2 separate regions of the Danio rerio genome follow, and region 2 is linked to region 1. A link is a contact called in public HiCAR-type data. All regions are on one chromosome and are shown on one strand. The core of a region is the stretch at or near the end of the contact, and the rest is flanking DNA. Distances in the headings are between cores, read along the strand shown. Region 1 overlaps trip4 (thyroid hormone receptor interactor 4). Region 2 holds the start of gramd2aa (GRAM domain containing 2Aa).

Region 1 (6,636 bases), core at 3,658-6,157:
GTTGGAAGTACATCAGCATACAGAAATACAAGTCTCAGCCAGTCCCGGTTTATGTAGATTTCAAACCTTTACTTTTCTCTGAGGTTGCTTTTGTAATCATGCATGAAATCTTGTGCTTGAAACAATAATACCACATAGTGATGTGATTGTGTACTGAAGAATTCTGACTATTGTAATCCTCAAATCCTCATTGCCAATAATGCCATTTTAGCCGTTGGTCATGCATTTATTTACTTTTTGATTGTATCTTAACAACTCTTTGCTGTTTGTGTTTTATATAAAATTATATTATTTGCACAAAAATGCTTGACCAGTCGATCTATGTGTCAACTATTTTTTTTTTTATAAATATCTTATGATAAAAGTATTTATTTTTAGGATCTCACTGAGTAAACTTGGTTTTGTGACCTATGCCACAATGTGAAATGGTGACAATATCAATATCTCTTTGTTGTTGTACTTCATGGTCTTGAGGGTGCCGTTAAATAATATAACATACATTGTCTATATATGATCTATCTATCTATCTATCTATCTATCTATCTATCTATCTATCTATCTATCTATCTATCTATCTATCTATCTATCTATCTATCTATCTATCTATCTATCTATCTATCTATCTATCTATCGAAGTTGTAATTATTAGCCCCCCTTTTAATTTTCTTTTTTCTTTTTAAACATTTGCCAAATGATGTTTAACAGAGCAAGGACATTTTCACTGTATGCCTGATAATATCTTTTCTTCTGGATAAAGTATATTTTATTTGTTTTATTTCGGCTAGAATAAAAAAACAAGTATTTAATTTTTTAAAAACATTTTAAGGTCAAAATTATTAGCCCCTTGGCTATTTTTTCCCGGTAGTCTACAGAACAAACCATTATTTAAAAATAACCTACTTAATTACCCTAACCTGTCTAGTTACCCTAATTAACCTAGTTAAGACTTTAAATGTCACTTTAAGCTGTATAATAGTGTCTTGAAAAATATCTAGTAAAATATAATTTATTTATCATCATGGCAAAGATAAAATAAATCAGTTATTAGTGATAAGTTATTAAAACTATTATGTTTATAAACGTGTTGAAAAAATATTCTCTCTGTTAAACAGAAATTGGGGGGAAAAAATCAGGCGACTAATAATTCTGACTTCAACTGTATATGTGAATATACATGTTTTATTTATGAGTAAATACACAGACACAAATAAACACTAATATTTACATTTATTTATACTTGTATCTAATTTGTATTATATATATAATATATATATATTATATTTATATATATATATATATATATATATATATATATATATATATATATATATAGTAGTGCTGTCACACGATTAATCGCATTCAAAGTAAAAGTTCAAATTTACAAAATTTATTTGTACGTACTGTATAAATTTTTGTGTTTATAAATATATGCTTGAGCAGATTATAGAAAATAAATATTATGTAACAGTAAACCTTTATCTTGGACATGATTAATTAATTAATTCAGTTTCTTTTTGGCTTAGTCCCTTTATTAATCTGGGGTTGCCACAGTGGAATGAACCGCCAACTTATCCAGCATATGTTTTATGCAGTGGATGCCATTCCAGCTGTAACCCATCACTGGGTCCATACACACTCATTCACACTAATTATATATATTATTTATATATAAAAACAAACAATATAGTCATGCATACATTTATATATACAAAAATATACACAGTACACACAAATATATTTTGCAAATATGAACATTTATTTAAAAAAGAAGATAGAATAATAATAATAATAATAATAATAACATCTAGTCTTTTTAGTAGAACACTGCTAACACTTATTGACCATGCCAAGAAAACTAAATAAAAGTCAAATAAGTTAAATAATATAATAAAGATGTAATGTCAAAATCAAAGCCTGTGTCATTACACTGAATAACAATTACTCCACCCACGCTTTAACACATGCATTTCACTGCAGTTTCACACAACACCGATAAGGGCTCAAAACACTTTTACATCCATAATGCATGATTTGTAAACAAGTGCAGTTTATTGAGTGAGCAAATGTGTGTGTGTGTTTGTTTTAGCTCATTCTTGTTTAGATCATTTAGATTTAGGGGAAGTTTAGTATATATTTTAAATGCTATTAATCTTTTAGCACCATTCATTCAGTGGACGTTTCATTTCTAAACTACCATGATATGTACTACAAACCACCAAATGAAAGGATAAATAAAAATGAAATTACATATTTCCAGTGAGTCTGGGTTCTGTGACTGCTCTATACAGTATGTGCATCAGATGGATGTCTTGCTGTTTTAGGTTGATGCGAGTTAAAAATAGTACGCGTCTCAGGACCCCTGCTTTCTGTTCCATTTCACCACACTCTGTCTAGCTGTATTTGAATTTAATAACATCTCCTGTGCGTACACCCCCTTAGGCCTTACATGAAGCAACATGATTTAAAAACCATTAAAAAAAGAGATCAGATTGAATGAGTCACACTCAATGCTGTTATACCCACACCTGTGACCACACTTCACTTCAGTTCTATTCTGAAAAATGATATCCACTAGATATTTGTTGCAAGGTCTGGATTCTGAAGCCAAAATAGATATAGTTCACCCACAAATGGAAAAATCTGTCATTATAAACTCATCCTTTACTTGTTCCAAATTTGAGTTGGGTTGGATTGAAGATTTATTGAAGAAACCTATAACCATTTACGTCAGTAGTAGGAATATCTAATACTACTGATAGTTTTCAAAAACGGGTCCTGTGGAGAGACCTGGCAGGCAAATAAAAAATGGGCAGTAATGGCACCTATACTGGCATATCCACAGAAACGCAGCACAAACCGGTTATATTTCCATCTGTTTCAAGCTTTTTTTGGATTTCATATCAACAGAACCGAGATATGATCACAAACTAAATTGTGGGCACCTGCGATTTATATATTGCACTCGCAACCATTTTCAGCCATTTAATACTGTCAAGTCCCTGTCAGAGCTCCAGTTCTTACATCTAACGCTATCTTTTGGATAATTCTCAATTATTTAATTATTAGTGAAGGTGTTATAACATGCGAGTAGGGAGCCAGATCTGCCTAAAAAAATAATGCCTTTACAAAATATAACTCATACCTCCGCAACACAATTCACATTTACAAAATCTAATTTATAAGTCGTGAATGCACATAATTCGCCAAGTCAAAACACAAATTAAAAGTACACAAAACCCAATTCGTTAATTTAAAGCTTGATTCAAAAGCACACAAATTCAATTCATCGATTTAAAACACGATTCAAAAATTTGTTTCGTTTTCAGACGCAAATCAGGTTCTTTGTTAATGGCTTTTGATTTGAGGCACTGATATACTCAACTCCAGTGACAGCACACTGACTGTGCAGTACTTGTCCTGAGAGTGCGTAAACTGGACCGTTAGCATCGTGCCATGACGGTTCAGGAAGAATGTACCATTACACCCTTAATTGCATTACAAAAATGCACAGAATAATGGTCATTTAAGCATTTTTGTTTTGGTTCAGTCTGAAGCCATATGTTCTGTGAACTAAAAATTTGCCACATCTGCCACAAGTTTGAGTTTAGCTTAATACAACACAATTTTTCGTTCACTGAACTTTTGATCTATTAAGTACAGTTGTTTCTCATATCTCAATGTTCAACTCCTCTAACTATAATAACTAAACCATTGTAATGTTTTTTTTTTTTGTGAACAACTGTTTTTATTATTGCAATTTTTGTTCAACACAGAGAATGCAACATATGATTATATTGTAAACAATCCCAAATCCCCATACAGTGAGACTTTTTTTATAATTGCCGAAATGAAAACAAATTAATATAAGAACGAATAAAATGTAGAAGTTAAAGTAAAAATAAAAATAATTATTACATCATGAGATGTTTATTAATCTTTATAATATCAATAAAGAAAAAAAAATGAATATACAATATCACTTCAAATGATATGAAAAGCTAGGGCCACACAATATACAGTATCATTTCAGCATCAATATTGCAATGTGATCATTCGCAATAGTCACATCGCAGGATCTGCAATGTCAAGTTCAGCTTCAGTTTATTCATTACTCTGGTAATTTGAGTGGAATCATAGCTGACCAAGAACTATATTGTTGAGTGAATGTAAAGCTTAATCTTAATAGTGTGTTTTCTAGAATTTCTAACAATAAAAATATATTGCATTTAACTTTTGTACAATGAAGACTATGACATTTTATTCGCTTGCATTTGATAATTCAACTTGGACTCTAATATACAGTTAGACTCACAAAAAAGATTATCTGGCCTATGAAGTCATCCCATTCAATATACAGTTATGAGTTCTTTCCAAATTGAGCTATTTAAGTCACCTGGTTAAATGATTACACTCATATTGAAATAAATATCGCAGAAAAACAAAATATTGCAAGATCAGATTGTTCCAAAATCATATAGCTTTAACTAAACTTGCTAAAGCTGAAAACTCAAATTAAATTATAACATTAATGAGCCTTGAATTCATTTCTGTTTTAAATTAACTAATGTGCAAAAGGTATACAAAAAAAAGATTTTTACAGTAATTTGCTGTAATCATACTGCATGCCTTAATGCCACAATAAAATTCTGAATACAACATATTTCACTGTTAAGTCCTGTAAAGTGGTACTAATGTAATTTTCTCTGAAAAATTACTGTAACGTGAAATTCTGGGAAGTATTTACAGTATATATTGATCTTTGCTGTATTACTCCACATGAATGTATCTCTGTTGAATAACACTCTCCCTCAAATGTAAAAATCAGTGCTCACTGTGCACTTGAACTGAGCAGCACACAGCAGTATTCTGGCATACAGGCACATTCCTCTGTCTGTCTGTGTCCGCTTCCCCTGCTGTCTTCTTCTGTAGCCTACAGCACACTTCCTGCCTCATTTCCTGCTCTCCCTGCATGGCAGACTCCCTGTAATAGAGGTGTAATTGGTGCTGCTGCAGTAGCGTCTGCCATTGAGATGAGCTCTCCTCTGCTGTGGTTCACAGATCACTACACAAAGACCTTGTCTGTGTCATATTTCACTATCAAACCGAAAGATAAAGCGAGGATATTTTTTCTGTACACTGAGAAAATGAAACCTAATAAGGCCATGGAGTGTTTTGCATTCAGACAACTTTAATGACTATTATCCTCCCCTAAATAGGATGCTCAGTCTGTTTGAACTCTTTTTGGATGCTTTTCTGTTTTTGTAGAAAACTTGGCTTATATGTAGTTGGTTTGAGTGTTGTTTACAATCTGGTTTTGGAAAATTCCCCTTTGTAACAGGAAGTTGGGTCAGGACATATTGAATGACTTGCTTGTACCGCGGGAGTGCTATTTGGTGCACTTCACAGCTAGAAAAAAATGGAGGGGTCAAAGTTCGGCTGGTTGGCATATGGTCCATTGAGCCCCTGCCGAGCTCTGACTAAATGATACATGTTTAATTATATTATAGCAGATGTTTGTGCAGTAATCAATATGTTTCTATGTTATATGAAATCAATTTAAAGTACTTTTAATTTACAAGAGGTAGACTAAGTGAATGGGTTATTATTACTATATTTTCATTTTGATTTATTTACATAAAGTTTTTGTTTTATTATTAAATCAAATTTGCAGCATTGGATTTATGATCATTTGCCATATTTTTTTCTTTTTTGCTGTTTGTAATTGCCTGTCGGATGTTATCAGATAAAAAATGTTCTGTTTTAAGGCAAGGCAAGTTTATTTATTTAGCACATTTCATACACAGTGGCAATTCAAAGTGCTTTACATAAACAATAATAAAAAAGACAAGTGTAAGAAAATAAAAACAAATAATAACAGTGATTAAAAACTGATTAAACGTGTTAAAACAGGTACATAATAATAAAAAAGGACATGATAGTGTGATCTGTCAGACTTGGCGCAGTGCTCATTCACTATAAGCACAGCTAAACAGATGTGTTTGAGGGTGTACTCACACTATATACAGGTGCCTTGAATTGGGCCGAAGCACACTTGTCCTCTCTCCCATCTCCCCCGACGGCCTGCACTCACATTACATTTGGGCCTGGGCAGGCTTGCGCCATCGATGATGCGCTGTTCAGTAAGCGATTTCACTCAGCACAGTGGAGATTTCTCTAGTTATATTGTTTTAGTCATTTGGGATGCAGTATCATGCAGTCAAATATTTTGCCGAACAGATCAGCCACTTTTGACTCTTAAAAACAATCATAAAGTCCTTGTGCTGCAGTAATGAGGAGGTTTGCTAAAGGTGCAGCTGTGGTGCAGTGTGGGGTTTGCTTCTTTAATAATCTACCACGGTTTCCTTTTATTAAACGGTAAGAATGATTAATGAAAAGTCACGTCTCGTCTTCAGTTTCGGGCTCAGGCACACTTTGCACTCAAACTACAAGCATACCGCGCCAAAGCCCAAGTGAACAGCGATCTGGCACACCTCTTCCAACCGGGCCAGGGCCGGCCAAGTGAACCGTGCCTGAGCCCGATTTAGAGCACTTACACTTCTCAAACAATCTGGGAAACGGGCTTGGGCATGGTTCGAATAGCATGGTGTGAGCACTCCCTAAGCCTTAATTTGAATG
Region 2 (6,846 bases), core at 2,916-5,415, 260 kb after region 1:
ACTCTTGCATGCTTTTGCGTCATTTTCACTACAGACTACCAACCCTTTCCTGTCGCGCTTCATCCCAAGCGTCTCTCGAAAGACAATTTATTATCACCAAGTGTCAGGCCCTGGTACTTAAAGAATGTTTACATTTTTTTTAATGGCTTTGTTTGGAATATTTTTGGCTGTATCACCCAATTCCTCCTGTTCTTTCTCGGACTGTTCTCTTATGTAAAGTGTACATTACCACGTTTCTTTTTTTTATACAATACTGTAACTTGCCTTTGTACATTTAGGCAAAAAAAAATAAATCTTTTTATGAGACAATCACATCTTTCCTTGCTTCGCTCTGTTTGTTTCCATTTTAGTCATCTGTTGTCTTTTTAAAGGGATAGTTCACCCAGAAATGTAAATTCTCTGATCTTTTACTCATTCTTCATTTGTTCCAAACCTGTTTGAGTTTGTGGTAACACTTTATTTTAATTGTGCCTATTGCACATTATGTTGACTACATGCTAATTACTTCTCATTTAAGTATTAGTAGACTGTCTACATAATATGATACTGCTCCTTCAACAGACATTTATCTGACTCTAGGAAACTTTGCAAGTACATTTTAACTTACACTAAAGGCTAGTTTATATTTCTGTGTCAAGCCCGCGCATGTTGTTTTGGCGCAGCCTTCACGCGGTCGCAGAGCCCTCAATATAGCTGACGCCAACGATAAATCGCACATTTCAAAAAACTATGTGTCGGAACGACGCATAGCACAAGCTCTGTGATTGGTCAGCTTGGTAGCTGTGCTTAGTGTGGGCAGTGCTGAGAGTCGTGAGCCCAATGGAGCGAGTGCTTACAAGTGTCGAGTCTGTGAAGGAGCTCCAGATGTTTTGTATTTACCTTATTAGCGCCAGACAGAATCTGCGGACAGATTTTTGCGCAGAATATTGTAAAATATGTGGATTTGGTCTGAATGATTTTGGGTGTATTGTAACTAAAAACTTTATGTTGAATAAAAGATGATACATTTAACTTTTATTTAATGTTTGCAATACAAATCCTATTAGATCCATTTATTTGGCAAATAAAGCAAGTCTCCCATGTAATAAATCTCTATATACTGTATCTACTAAGACACAGAATTGTTTCTTTACTAACTGTATTGTAAGTAAATCGTATGAACATTTTTATATTAGTCAGTAATATTCCTGAAATTAGTTTAAAAGCTAAATAAATATAAATTTACACACAACTGAATAAATAGACTCAATGATGGGCTGAAAGTCTGCAGCTGTCTGCGTGCACAGTTTCCGTGTGGGCCTACTTACTGTACGATTGAAGTTGTTGCACATCTACCGGTTCTCACCAATGTTGCCAACTATTTTCAATGAAAAGACGCTAAGCTCTGCCTGGAACGTCACTAAATATCACCAGATTGTCAAACGTCAATTAGCATATTACACTTTATTTATGCATGTCAGCAGGGCTTAATTTATGCTGGAACACATCGGATCTGGATCCGGCACCTAATTTTACCGATCCCCCTCCTCAACCCACTTCACTGTCGTCCACCACACCCCCCACCCAGCCCGCTCCCCACTTTCGTGCGCCATCCTCGGGTATGCCGGATCCCTTACCTTAATCTGTTCCAGGACCTCGCAATTCACAAATTAAGCACTGCATGTCAGTTTAACTACATTTATTGCTTTTTGAATACAGTAAATCCGTATAGATGTGTAGTGGATTTGCAGTAATCTCTCAGACATAATAAACTCAGAGTTAAACTTCAAGTTTTGAAACTGTTTCACTAAAATATAAGAATAAAAACAAACGACTCACGAAGAAACTTGTTACAAAGGAGCATAACACAACCTACTGCCAGCTAATGTTTCAGAAGTGCAGAGCAACACAAACAGCACGCTGAAGTATAAATGCACGGTTATGTGCCAGGCTGGTGCCGTGGGTCACTCCAATCATTCGATGCAGAAGTAAAAACCAGACTTTACCCTAACCCCAACCTAACAGTCCACCTATAATCTATTGAGAATAAGTTGGCATGTAGATGCAATGTAACTGAAATTTAACAAAATGCATTAAAGGGACCATCAAAATTAGGGCTGTGCAATAAATCGAAAATCTGATTTGGATTTTGGCTTCTAACGATTATGAAAATGCATTAATCAAGATAAACGATTATTGCATCATATACCGCCGCTTTTCCAGTTGTACACATTTGTTGCTCTTAAAAGCACGAAAGACCGCATGCTTCTGTGTGTTGGGTGCACGCACAGTCAGAAGCATGCGGTCAGCATTCGTTTTCATTCGCACACTGAGATGAGCAGAGTGCACACATCTAAAGTCATCTTAATGTGAGCATTTTAATGGTCAAATAGAAGTCAAAACACGGTGTTTGGTGATTATTCATATTAACACTCATTTGTGTAATAAACAAATGAGTTGTGAATCAAAAGACATGCGAAAGAGAAACCATTTAAGTGACAGCGCACAATGTTCCTCCTGCCGCCTGTTTCCATCATTATTAATCAAAAAACAAAAGGAGAAAATCCCTCACTGCTCTTGACTGAAGAATTTTGTAGCTAAAGTGTTTTTACTACAGTGAAGATGCTTAAAGCACAGTTTGTTTCATATTTTTATTCTATTGTATTTATTTCTCTTTCCTTTGCAGAGTGAAAAATAACTGTATGCAGTTAAAGTCAGAATTATTAGCCCTCCTGAATATTAGCAGCCCTTTTCCCCCAATTTCTGTTTAATGGAAAGTTTTTTTCAACTTATTTCTGAACATAATAGTTTTAATCACTCATTTCTAATAAATCATTTCTTTTGTCCTTGCTATGATGACAGTACATAATATTTTACTAGATATTTTTCAAACTACAAGCATTCAGATTCAAAGTGCGATTCAAAGGCTTAATTAGGGTAATTAGGCAAGTCATTGTATAACAGTTTCTTCTGCAGATAATCAAAATATATTGCTTAAGTGGGCTAATAATATTGACCTTAAAATAGGATTCAAAATATTTAAACCTGCTTTTATTCTAGCCAAAAATAAATAAATAAATAAGCCGTTCACCAGAAGAAAAAATATTAGAGGAAATGCTGCAAAAATTCCTTGCTCTGTTAAACATCATTTGGGAAATATTTATTTGAAAAAAAAGTTCTCAGGGGCGCTAATAATTTTGACTTCAATTGATAAGTGTTTTGAAAAATCGTGATTACAATTATGACCAAAATAATCGTGATTATGATTTTTCTCAAAATCGAGCAGCTCTAATCAAAATAAAGTGATACAGAGTTTCTCTCTTTTGTTAAACACAATGGAAACTTTTGAAGAGTGTTGAAAACCTGTAACTATTGACTTCTATAGTATTTATGTTTCAAACTATGGAAGTCAATGGTTACATGTTTACATCATTCTTCATAATATCTTCTTTTGTGTTCAAAAAACTCAAAGTTCTGAAACCTTTTGGTAGAATTTTCAACTTTGAGTGAACTATCCCTTTAATAAAAAACACTGTAAGATCAATTTACACCACTAGAGGACACTCACACCCACTGTGCCACCGATTTCTTACCACATTTGTTTACTTTATTCCCTTTCTACACCATTTTATGATTTCTAAAAATGATTTTATTAAAAACCCATTTATGAATTAACCCAATTTACAGCCAATTCAACACAGATTGTACAAGCACTTTCATATTTATCAAATTCATATAAGGATTCCTATTTATCAAATTAATTTCCATGGTATATCCAAACAATGTTCTGCTATTTCAAAGATTTCCCTAATGGTGGCATTAGAAATCAATAATATGGCCTCAAAGAATTGCTCTAAATATGCCAGATGCCGTACGGTGAAATATGTTGGATGCATGAAAATTCCAGATTCCTAGCATTTTAATTCACTTCCCTTATTGCTCTAATTCTGTTAGGCAGTCATATGAATGCCTGGAAGGGTAATTGTTCTCAATCACTAGAGTATTCGCACAGTAAGAGCTAATGTGAAGGTCTTTGTGTGCAACAAAAGGGTCTTTTTATGTGCATAGTGATGGAGCGGCGGAGATTATGCGGGGATGTTTTTGTGGAGTGTAAATGTAAAATCTGATTATCGCTGCTCTGAGAAGGGGGAGGGTTGCGATGGAGGCAGGGAGATGCTGAGGCAATGACTTTTCCTCTGATATCCTGCAAGGGCATGGAAGTACACTTTTCCTCTCGCTGCTTAGCAAGTCTGCATCGGACATCTGGGATTTAATGGGATGCACTATATACGCTGCCAGTTCTGAGGCTCCTTCAGCGGAGGGGCCCGAGCTACAGAGACGCCCCCATGGTTACAGCAGCAGGACCTGTCGCACCCGTGTCCGGTGAGGCTACAATGCGTTGATCACATGCTAAGTCGAGAGTGGTTGGGTTTTTTTCATCAGTTAACAACTCAAATGTGATATAGTGTGTGTGTGTGTGTGTGTGTGTGTGTGTGTGTGTGTGTGTGTGTGTGTTTGCGTGTTTGCTGGGCACTTACAGATGTGTTTTTAATGTGCAATTGTAAAGGGACACACACACAAAAAAATTACATTTTGAAGGCAATTAACCAAGGTGTTGATAGTAAATACTGACTCTAATAGTTGGAAAAATGCAATGGAAGTCAATGGTTTCCATAAGCTTAGCATTTTTCACAATGCTTTGTTTTAACACAAACTGCAGTACTTTATTGTAAATACTATAGTGATTTTGAACCATTTCTATAGTAAAGTATTATACTGTTTGTGTGTGCGAGCGTACGTATTAATTTATATATATATATATATATATATATATATATATATATATATATATATATATATATATATATATATATATATATATATATATAAAATGGTATTTGCAACTCTGTTAATGAATGCTACATATAATACTTGTATTAACTGCAGTTAACTTAAATTCTGTAGTGTAATTTACTTTTTGCTTCAGTAAACTGTAGTGTATTGTGGTAGTAAACACTGACTAATGGTTGGGAAATGCAATGGAAGTCAATGGTTACTATCAGCTTAGCATTTTTCACATTCTGAACTATTACTATAGTAATGTGAATTATACTCTAGATATTATGGCATTTGCAACTGTTAATAAATGCTACAGAGAATGTTAGTATTAATTTCAGTTAATTAAAAAATATTGTAGTATAGTTTAGTATTTGCTTCAGTAAAAGGTGTGTTGTAGTATAATAGTATACCCAACATACAATTGCACATTACAAACCTCTGAAGGATTGCTGAACACAAAACATACAGTTGAAGTCAGAATTATTAGCCGCCCTTTGTTTTTTTTTCTTTTTCTTTTCTCTTTTAAATGTTTCCAAAATGATATTTAACTGAGCAAGGAAATTTTCACAATATTTCTGATTATATTTTTTTTTCTGGAGAAAGTCTTATTTGTTTTATTTCAGCTAGAATAAAAAACAGTTTTAAATTTTTTAGACACTATTTTAAGGATACAATTATTAGCCCCTTTAAGCTATTTATTTTCTCGATAGCCTACTGAACAAATCATCGTTATACAATAACTTTCCTAATTACCCTAACCTGCCTAGTTAACTTAATTAAACTAGTTAAGCCTTTAAATGTCACTTTAAGCTGTATAGAAGTGTCTTGAAAAATATCTAGTCAAATGTTATTAATTGTCATCATGGCAAAGATAAAATAAATCAGTTATTAGAAAGGAGTTATTAAAACTATTATGTTTAGAAATGTGTTGAAAAAATCTTCTCTTTGTTGAACAGAAATAGGGTACTAAAATAAACAAGGGGTCTAATAATTCAGACTTCAACTGTATGTTTTGTGTTCAGCAATCCTTCAGAGGTTTGTAATGTGCAGGTGAGTGAATTATGACAGTCTTTCATTCTTGGGTGATCTAGAATTAGTTTAAGCTATTAAAAACATGCTTTTTAAATTTTATTTCTGTTAATCACCAAACTCCAAATATATAGTTTTATTCAGACTGGATGCACTTTAAAATAATTCATTTAAAGTCATTTAATGTTACAAAAGTTTCTAATTCAAAGATGTACTGTTGTTTTTCACTTTCTTTTTAAATTATGATAAACATTGATTTCAGGCCACACTATATTATTTTATCTATCTATCTATCTATCTATCTATCTATCTATCTATCTATCTATCTATCTATCTATCTATCTATCTATCTATCTATCTATCTATCTATCTATCTATCTATCTATCTATCTATCTATCTATCTATCTATCTATCTATCTATCTATCTATCTATCTAGTATTTTTCATTTTTGTAAAATGTATTTACATTTTGCTGTTTAATTAGTTTCAACATACCAATATCAAATTAAAATCAAGCTGGAAATGTATTTTCAGCAACCATTGTGATTATGAATAACTAAATGAATGCACAATTGAAATTTAAAAATGTTGCTCTTAAAATACTGATATTTTCCTCATTGCAGTACACTTTAAAACTGCCCCTTAATTTTTAAGCAAGATATTATTTTTCATACACTGCTACATAACCCTGTAACAAATAGCCTATGTGTAGCTTAAAAGTGATTGAACTTATAAAACGAACTATAAGGAGCCAAACGAATGTTTATTAGGTTTCTCCACAGTGTCTTTCAGTCTGTGTAATGTGTGTGCGTTGATACTGAGGAGTAAATCCAGCGAGAGTTGCCGGAGCTTCTTAATAACACGAGTCGCTAATGCTGCTGACGCTTCAACCCTCATAAGACATGACACCATAACGCTCACTGTCACACTGATGACCCTTTACATTCATAAACAAGTACTCTATGCCCAAGGACTGTAATAACGCCGGTAATAATGCC

The links. HiCAR-type assays count read pairs that join an accessible place to other places.
Region 2: a contact with region 1 is called in a HiCAR-type map of caudal fin, with 16 times the contacts expected there. The contact joins the promoter of gramd2aa here to the enhancer-like site in region 1. A contact is called at or near these places in 12 of 18 Hi-C or Micro-C datasets (caudal fin, embryo, fibroblasts and 4 more) and 2 of 4 datasets of contacts at active chromatin or transcription factors (caudal fin and gastrula embryo).

Annotation. Positions count from the first base shown.
Region 1 is chr7:68,223,399-68,230,034 of GRCz12tu, forward strand. The region is part of intron 11 of trip4 (thyroid hormone receptor interactor 4); the gene reads left to right. Among named protein-coding and RNA genes, the nearest start is that of trip4, 19 kb to the left of the region's middle. Within about 2 kb of position 4,908, at least 14 of the 62 cell types and tissues checked have an H3K27ac peak or open chromatin away from gene starts, as enhancers often do. A contact at or near this core is called in caudal fin, gastrula embryo and skeletal muscle, where this site is marked.
Region 2 is chr7:68,488,430-68,495,275 of GRCz12tu, forward strand. It overlaps gramd2aa (GRAM domain containing 2Aa), which reads left to right and starts at 4,166. Exons shown (of 12, transcript XM_005166601.5): 1 at 4,166-4,362. The coding sequence starts at 4,253. It overlaps znf609b (zinc finger protein 609b), which reads left to right. Exons shown (of 9, transcript NM_001030081.2): 9 at 1-312.